3 separate regions of the Rattus norvegicus genome follow, and all the other regions are linked to region 3. Evidence: chromatin contacts called from public Hi-C data. All regions are on one chromosome and are shown on one strand. Each heading gives the region's core, a stretch centred on a gene start, on an enhancer-like site or on the middle of the called end of the contact. The rest is flanking DNA. Distances are from core to core; before and after follow the strand shown. Region 1 holds the start of Cav1 (caveolin 1). Region 2 overlaps LOC103692063 (a long non-coding RNA gene). Region 3 has its middle 94 kb from the start of Tes.

Region 1 (2,700 bases), core at 157-2,656, 180 kb before region 3:
AGGACACCACACCCCTCGGTACCAGGCGGGGAGCGCCTGCCTCCCGCGCCGCCGCCAGGGGTCAGGGCGAAGCCCCATGCGCCCTCCTACTCCTCGCGACTCCCGACTGTAGCTCCCTAGGCCAGGGGTTGGGATTCGCTTTCCGCCTCCTCTGTATTCCTTCTCTCCACCAGGCCACCCGTGTCCCTCAACCTCACCTGCTCCTCTGTCCCTCTCTGAACCGTTAACCCCGTCCTACGATCCCTTCCAACATTATCAAGATCCCTCTGGACCCTGCTGACAGACTTAATGATCCTATCTTCTCTGTCCCTCAGTGCTTCTCCCTTGCACCTGCTGCAGCCCCTACCCTTTTTACCTCCCCACTCCACCCCGTGCTCCACGGTGTTCCTTAGGCCGTGGGGGTGAATAAGTGGGTCACAATCTAACACACTTCTTTAAACAGAGGCATGTACCAAGACCCCTCACCCCGCCCCCATGCCCCAGAACGAAATGTCACCTGAAGGACTCCCTCACCCACCCTTACTTAGATCACCCCCAGGCTGTCTACTCCAGGCTGAACCGTAGTCATATTGGGGAACCCAGGTCGCCACATTCAGTCCACCAGAGTACCAAGAAGTAGTTGACAATGGCGGTGGTACTCGTGAGGAAAGAGGCTCCCCCACCTCGGACCTCCTCCGGGCCTCTCAGGGGCAGAATTATTGAAGTTCTCGAGAACTTCGCTAAGTGCTATACACGCACGGCGCCGCCCATGCCAGCCACTTTAGGCTCCTGCGGGGGGCTGTCCTCAGGACTGCGGGCAAATGAATCTCCTTTACCCGAACACACACACACACACACACACACACACACACACACACACACACACACACACACACCCCACCAGCTCTAAGCCTCTTAGTAGGTAGGGGCTGGACCGCCGCAGGGGGGTCTCGCGAACAGTGTCATCTGGAAAACTTCTCTAAGTCTGGCAGACTCAGACTCATAAAACAGTACCCGGGGGTTCTTCTTTTCTCCGTTGGCTCCTTTGGTCCCCTCTCCAAAAGGAAGCCCTAAGGCATTCCTAGCTTTTCACCTCCCCACCCAGCCCATTCCTCCGCGGTACCAGCTCGAGTGCTGTGAAGGTGGAGAGAGGGCTGGGGCTAGGAAAGCAGCCCGAGCATTTGGAGTGCGAGATAGCAAAAGCAGGCACTTTGGAGCCGGCGCGCCCTCACCCAAGCCTACCTCGGAGTCTACGTATTTACCCCCAGACATGCTGGCGCGTGGCTGGCTGCAGGCTCTGAGGAGGTTTCCCTGGGCTGTGATTTAAGAGAACTGAGGAAGGAAGATCTTGTATTGTATAGAGGGGGAAAGGCGCTGGCGGGGGGCGGTGGCTGAGAGGGAGCCTCTTGGCTGTTGGCCAGGGGTTTGTTCTGCTCTCAGTTGGCTGGGACGTGCTCTGCGCCGGGTCTAGGCACATCCCCAAGGTTCTGGCAGCGGAGGGCGGGGAGCGCCCGCGGGGAGCTGAGAGCCTGTGAGAAAGCCTTCATCAGAGCTAGGCTGTCTGTTTGGGCAGATATTTTAGACCCGCGGCAACGTTTTCCCAGCTATAAACCAACAGAGAGGCATCCAGGGGAGAGCGCGTGTTTTCCCAGTGCATCATCTCAGCAGGGGTGGAGGGAGCACAAGAGTTTGCTGAGATGCCCAGTATGGGCATCCGGCTCCACGGAAAGAATTCTGCCCTATCCTAAGCCGCTTCCCTTCCCGCTTCGCCCACGTTCCATTACCCACTAGGACTGATCTCTCTTCTTGTTTCACAGAGAAAGATAGAGAAGAGATGGCTGGGAACCTGAGGGAACATTTTTTATATAAACACAGCGAAGGAATCTGTGTGGGCGCCTCTGCAATAAAGAAAATGAAGTTCCTACCAACAGGTTATACCGTAATCATAAAGCACTTTGAATGTTTTCAACTGCAGAAAATTTTACTTGGAGGTTCAAGCTTGTTACCAGAGAGGATTTTTCCCTCCTTGGCTTGAGATCAAACCCAGGGCTTTGTGCATTTTACCTAGAGATAAACACTCTGTCACTGAACTACATCCTCTGCCGCAGAGGATACTGGCCCAGGAATATGTGCTTGGCTGTGAGAGAATATGTTGTTGTTGTTGTTGTTGTCTGACAAAATTTTTTTATGTTAACAACTAAATATCAGTTTCAAAAGCTGACCAACCTCCTTTTGTTTTATTGTAAAGAGGAATAATATAAATCATGGTTGCGTTTTACTAATTAGAGACAGCAACTCAGCAGCTCACCACCCCCAATAAGGATGAAAGGGATGTTTTACCTAAGCGTTCCTATGCAAATACTTCCGTAGTACTCTGAATGGGACAGAGAGTACATTTTAAAATGGCCACCAAGAAGCAGGAGCATGGGGTCTTGAAGACAAAACCTGGGGCCTGAAAATAGATAAAAGAACTCATCATCTGGGTCCTGCTTAGAGGGAAAAGAGACAATCTATCCTTTGAATTAATTGCTAATTAATTAATTATCAATGTATGAGGAATTATAAATTATAAATATTATTTGTAAGTAATTTAATTATTGTTTTATTAGCATGTGATATTAGCGTAATGTTAGTGGGGTGCAGTGTGCTACTTCAACACTTGCGTATGTCATACTGATCAAATGAGGGTGGTTAGCAGTACAGTGTTAGAAATAAAAGGAT
Region 2 (2,700 bases), core at 19-2,518, 230 kb before region 3:
AAACCCGAGAAAACCAAGCTTATGATTTTTAGAACGCGATGGAAATTATAAAATAGGATAGGGTACCATCTGGGCTTGTGTACTAGGAAAAGAGGGCTTGCTAGGGGTCTCCTAGGGGACTTTTCCAGGGCTCTTGTCCTTTAATCAGTCTGTAGGCATGCTTGCTGCTCCACCCCCACCTCTTTTTTCTAATATTTTTTTGGGGGGGGGAACTCTGCTATCCCCTTGAGTCTTATTGTTCCCATGTATTTTTTTAAAGATAGTGACTCAGAGCTTTGCTACAATGAGAAAAACGTTTGGCCTCACAGGGCCTTGCCAAGGCTAGAGACTGTGCCAAGGAGCAGAGTTGGTGCTCCCCCATGCTATACTAAGTGCGAGCCCAGTGGTACGCTTGCTTTGGGCTTGGGCATTTCTCTGTGAAGAGGCTTTTTATGCTGCACGGGCCTTCTCCTCTCTCTTTGCCCTTTGCCCTTTGCACTTTTCTGAGGAATCCTTCTCCTTTGGGTAGGGCCGATGAAGCATTCCTGAATTCCCGGAGGGCAACCGAAGCAATCTAAACTCTTCTGGAGAAGACCTGGGCCCCTTAAGAGACCGTGTTAGAGTGTCTTTCCACTTCCCAGATCTCAAACTAATTCGCTGTGGATCTGGATGGCAGCGGCTTAGCAGCTAAGTGCTGATCTCACAGGAAAAGGACGTTCAGTTCAATTGTGTGTAGACATAAGTTGGGCAGTCCAGCTTAGGGACTAAATCACGGCAATGTGCGTTTCCAGTGACACGAAAATCATGATGGCTTAAAGTCATTTGGACAAAGGATGGAAACAATACTATATTTAAATCAAGAGAAGACCGTCCAGCTGCTTTTAACATTTCTCACTTGCCTGAAGCTGGTGTGATTTGCCTTCCCAATGGTTTCCAAGAGACCTAATCTCCGACTGTTCTCATTATTTATCTTTCCACCATTACTCCAGAAGTGGACACAGATCCCCGTCCTAAAGGAGGACAGATGCCCCAACTGAGTAGGGAAAATGCTGGCTTAGCAGTGACTCATTGTGTGACCATGGAAAATTCTAGTTATAAAGCATGGAAAAGTTAGATTTTCCCTGGAGAAGCATCTCCTAACAGTGCCTCCCACTCATCTGCTCACCCTATATGTCCAGAACTGCCTCTGCAGGAAGGAAGGGAAGCAGGAACATCCTTGACTGTGGTGAGGAGAGGCAAGCTAGCTACAAACAGCTGGGGTAATCCACTTGGGCATTGCCCATATTGTGTTTGTCATGGGTGATTGTTCCATAATGTAAGGCCAGCTGCTGTAACAGAAAAACCCTGACATTTTTGTAGACCAGCTCAGTGGAAATTATTACTCATACAGGAGGCATTCTTGATGGGCGGAGATGGAGGATTATGGCGCAGGCCACTACCGTCTTCTGAGGGCCTGCACTAAGATAGACATTGCCATTTCAGCACCGAAGTTACATAGAGTCTCTTGATTTCTGTTTCTAGCCAAGAGGCAGAGGGCGAGTGGTAGGTCATAGATGAGGTGCTGTGGTTCACATCTAGAAGGAGAACCCATGGTTTCTGTTTAAGTACTAGTACTAGATCTGAGGAACATGGACAATGAAAGACATGCGGGCATAGGAAGCACTAGTGCGTGCCCAGGAGGAAAGCAGAACATCACAGAGGAACTAGTTGACTGGTTTCTGGCATGGTGGCCAAAGTGCATTTCCCAGATTGACAGGTATTAATAGTAGACCCATCATAGGTGCTGGTCGCTGAGGAGTGGATAGTCTGGAATTAACTTGGGAGAACCAAACAGTGATGTGAAGGTCAGAGCCAAAGTACCTAAATGGGTCTAACCAGGGAAGGCCATAATGGTTTCAGGAACAATAGGGTAAAAGCTCAGATAAAGTTTTATTCCTTGGCCGATCCAACCAAATGGAAGGAGTTGTAGTCTGGGAAAGATGTTCTGGATGTGATGTGTAAAGCACAATGCCATCTCATCTGAGAACAAGGAGTTCCTAGGCTGGGAGCTGAATAAGCTGGGTTCTTTCAAGTGAGCGAGATTGAGTAGTACAGCATTACGTACAGCACTTCCTTCCTTCATGAATCCAGGAAGCACAGAGCCATCTTGGAGGGTCCATCTCACTTTATTTTTCACTGGGAAACCTGGTAACCTGTGGACCATGAATCTGCTGTGAATCTGCTATAGTGTGGGTGATAAGCAAGTATATATAAAACTAGCAGGACTCCTTGGTAGCCTTGTGGAATCACCTGGTTCTTCTAATACCCCCCAATAGTGGGGCACTTCCTAGCTGAGAATGTAGGAGTGCATTTGGTTTGGCTATGTCAGTTCAGAGAGTAGAAATGGTCATGAGGGCCTGTGACCCACCAAGCTATGACCAGTTTGGCTGTATTCTTCATTGGGGTGTTAGTGCCCCGAGACTTTCATGCGGTATTGCCTGGCATGCTGTTGCATTTATGCCTCAAGTTACATTATTGTTTCAAATCCCATGTTTAGCATTCAAACATATGATGATTTTGATCTCAAATGTGCCATCAACATGACTCAGAGCTTTCTGGGGAGAAGGATTACAGTTCCCATGTGTTCCTAGCAACAGGAGATGATCGCTGCTTACTAGAGGAACACAAAACTCACAGATGACCAAATTTTCTTACATCTGTTCCCCAATTACACTTACTTGA
Region 3 (2,700 bases), core at 64-2,563:
CTCTGCAGTTTTTCCTCTTTCCTCCTTCCAAGATGTCCTCCCTGGTTCTCTCAGTAGATTCCATCATTGACTGTGTTGCTCTGTCCTGGAGTTTTCCCTTTGTGTCCTGCCTTCGCAACAGACAATGTAATTAGTGGAAAGAACAGTGGTTTTCTTGCTGGGCACAGATTGGCACGCATCTGTACTCTTAGCAAACAGAAGACCATGAGGAGAGGGTCTCAAGCAGTAAGAGACCTTGTCTCAGAACAATTATAGGACCATGTCTTTCTTACTAATGTAATGATACAAGGAAAGCATAGATTTTTATATAAGCGTGTCCACTGAATATACATTTTAATTATTTCAACACACATATACACATTGTATACACACAGATTACACTCATTTTCTATATAGTCATATATTTATGTAAACACATATGTTTTATACACATAAACATCAGTCTTTTTTATCGGCCTGTGTTCATGTCTGGCTTCAACCTTCTGAGATTTAGAAAACACTTGGAAAATCTTTTCTGAGCCCAGAACTTAACTGCTGTGCAGAATGCCATGCTGACCTCCATGCCAGCCTCCTGTTTTCTAGGACTTGACTGTCTATTGTAGAGCAGGAGACTTGCTAAGTTTGTTGGGATGATTGTGCCATATGCACATTCTTGCACAACTGTTGTGTTCTCTTTCTTGTTTCTCTGTGTCTCCTTTAGAATTTCCCTTTAAGAAAAGCAGGCCATATTCCTGGGCACATTTTAACACCACAATTAGTCATGGACGTGGTGATTCATCAGGCTGGCTTATAAAGCAAAGGCAGCCTTGCCCTTCCTAAGCATTGACTGTTGGCAACTCTTTTCCCTCCTCTGAATCAGACGTGTATTTGTTTGAGTAATCAAGAAAGAACTGTCTGTCTTGTGACCTTAGAGGTTGGTGAAAGGGAGCGACTGAGTGTTTTTGGCACAGGAAAGTTAGCAGGACAATGCAAATCTGTAAAGCAGTGAGCCTCTCTGCTTGGCTGCTTCCTCTGGGTAGACTTGAATGTCACACAAGCCTCTGATTGCCAGCAGGCTTTTTTCATCCTCGAAGAAAACTATTTTAATATAGGCAAAATGCATTTCAGATCTTATTTTAAAAGGTTTTCTCAAACGCTCTCTGTGCTCATTTGTTAAACGCTCTGTCTTCCATCAAGAGCAACAGGCCTTTACCAAATGAACGTTTTGAATCCTACTGTGATAATAGCGAGTGAGAGGAAGCTTAACAGCATGGGTACCACAGGGGAATAGCATACCCTATAACCCAGCTAAGGAATGAATGAATCAGACTGATGCAAATTAGGGGAGGCAATGGGATAGCATAGAGACGGTTGCTGATGCCATTTCAAAGACTGTGTGAAGGCTGACAACCAGGGAGTCCAAGGACTTTGAATGAGATGACAGCTCTGATGACAATAGAGCAAAGAGAATCTGCCAAAAGCAAAGGATTCACTTCACAATGGATTCTCTCCTATTTGTCAGTTAACCAATGGGTATATAAAAGGTATCATTTGAGGAAGGTTCAAATGTTGAATTTTAAGTATGTATTGCTAGATTAGTTACATGATAGTGTCTCTCTTATTTGTACATACACACAGAGAGACACAAATGCACGTGTGCCCACTTTTTATCATTAGTGCTATGTACAATGTCAGGAAAAGATCAAATAGAGATACAACCTAGAGATTCCTGTCACCACTTGGATTGATACCTTTTTAATTGGTGCCTTTCACTTTGAAATCTCTAGAACAAATCCACATTTTTCTCCCACCTAGGGGAGTCGGATTCACAGATGGGTGTGAATTGACAATATATCCCCATTTTCAAACCCTCTTGCTAAATGTAGCCTGGGGTCAGTTGTATGTGGCACTTAGGAAGATATCTTTCCAAAAGAAATTTACTGTGAGAGTAAAATCTCTCACAAACAAACAGGATAATATGCTGTGAAATGTGGCCAGTATTGAATACACACTATCAAATAGCCAATGAGTACTCTTACCATAGGGTGATATTGGATAACATACGTGGGTGAGCACTGATTTTGATTAAGTTCCTATACTAGACCAAGATGACCAGACTATACTGTAATATAGTTACTCCTAATATATAATCAAAGCAAAGTTGAAAGAGAACCAATTTTTAAAACAATCAAGCAACCTGAGGGCTTTCTAGCATCCAATGAGAAGATCCCAGCCAATCATAGTATAGAACACTGCCCTCTTTTCCAACTTCCAAAGGAAAGCATTTCCTTCAGCGTTTTCTGGGAAACAAAAAGCTTCTTTCCTCTGCTCTGCTCAGCTCACTGGAAGGATGGATGCTAATTTTTAAGTTACCCATAAGAGCAAAAGAGATTACACAACTAGACTTGAGAAATGAGAGATTAAGAGTTTTAAATAATTGAGTTCAGGAGTACTACTTGAATGGGTAGTTTATTTAAAATTCCTCAAGGAAAATAAAACACAAATGGCTAATATGCAGGGAATAGGAGTCAATGTTGTAAAGGAGACAAAAATCTTTCCATCTCCCAACAGGGAGGATTTCCTTTGCCCAGGCCTTCTACGCTTATAAAGAAAACTTGTCAATTCCAGCTCTGACCACCCTGCCTTCCTCCTCCTGGAGACTCTATTCAGGCATCTCTGTGTCTGTGGGAACTTCCTCGGGGGAAGGCTAGGTACACCTTG

The links. A called contact is a pair of places that touch in the nucleus more often than the background predicts.
Region 1: a Hi-C map of the A7r5 cell line shows a contact between it and region 3, with 5 times the contacts expected there. The contact joins the promoter of Cav1 here to the enhancer-like site in region 3. A contact is called at or near these places in 4 of 12 Hi-C or Micro-C datasets (the A7r5 cell line, liver and mammary epithelial cells) and 1 of 1 datasets of contacts at active chromatin or transcription factors (oligodendrocytes).
Region 2: a Hi-C map of the A7r5 cell line shows a contact between it and region 3, with 2.7 times the contacts expected there. The contact joins two enhancer-like sites. A contact is called at or near these places in 5 of 12 Hi-C or Micro-C datasets (the A7r5 cell line, the Rat2 cell line, Schwann cells and 1 more).

Annotation. Positions count from the first base shown.
Region 1 is chr4:46,605,244-46,607,943 of GRCr8, reverse strand. It overlaps Cav1 (caveolin 1), which reads right to left and starts at 1,406. Exons shown (of 3, transcript NM_031556.3): 1 at 1,222-1,406. The coding sequence starts at 1,251.
Region 2 is chr4:46,652,204-46,654,903 of GRCr8, reverse strand. The region is part of intron 2 of LOC103692063 (a long non-coding RNA gene); the gene reads left to right. Among named protein-coding and RNA genes, the nearest start is that of Cav1, 47 kb to the right of the region's middle. Within about 2 kb of position 1,268, at least 10 of the 93 cell types and tissues checked have an H3K27ac peak or open chromatin away from gene starts, as enhancers often do. A contact at or near this core is called in the A7r5 cell line, where this site is marked.
Region 3 is chr4:46,423,739-46,426,438 of GRCr8, reverse strand. No RefSeq gene overlaps it. Among named protein-coding and RNA genes, the nearest start is that of Tes, 94 kb to the right of the region's middle. Within about 2 kb of position 1,313, at least 26 of the 93 cell types and tissues checked have an H3K27ac peak or open chromatin away from gene starts, as enhancers often do. A contact at or near this core is called in the A7r5 cell line, where this site is marked.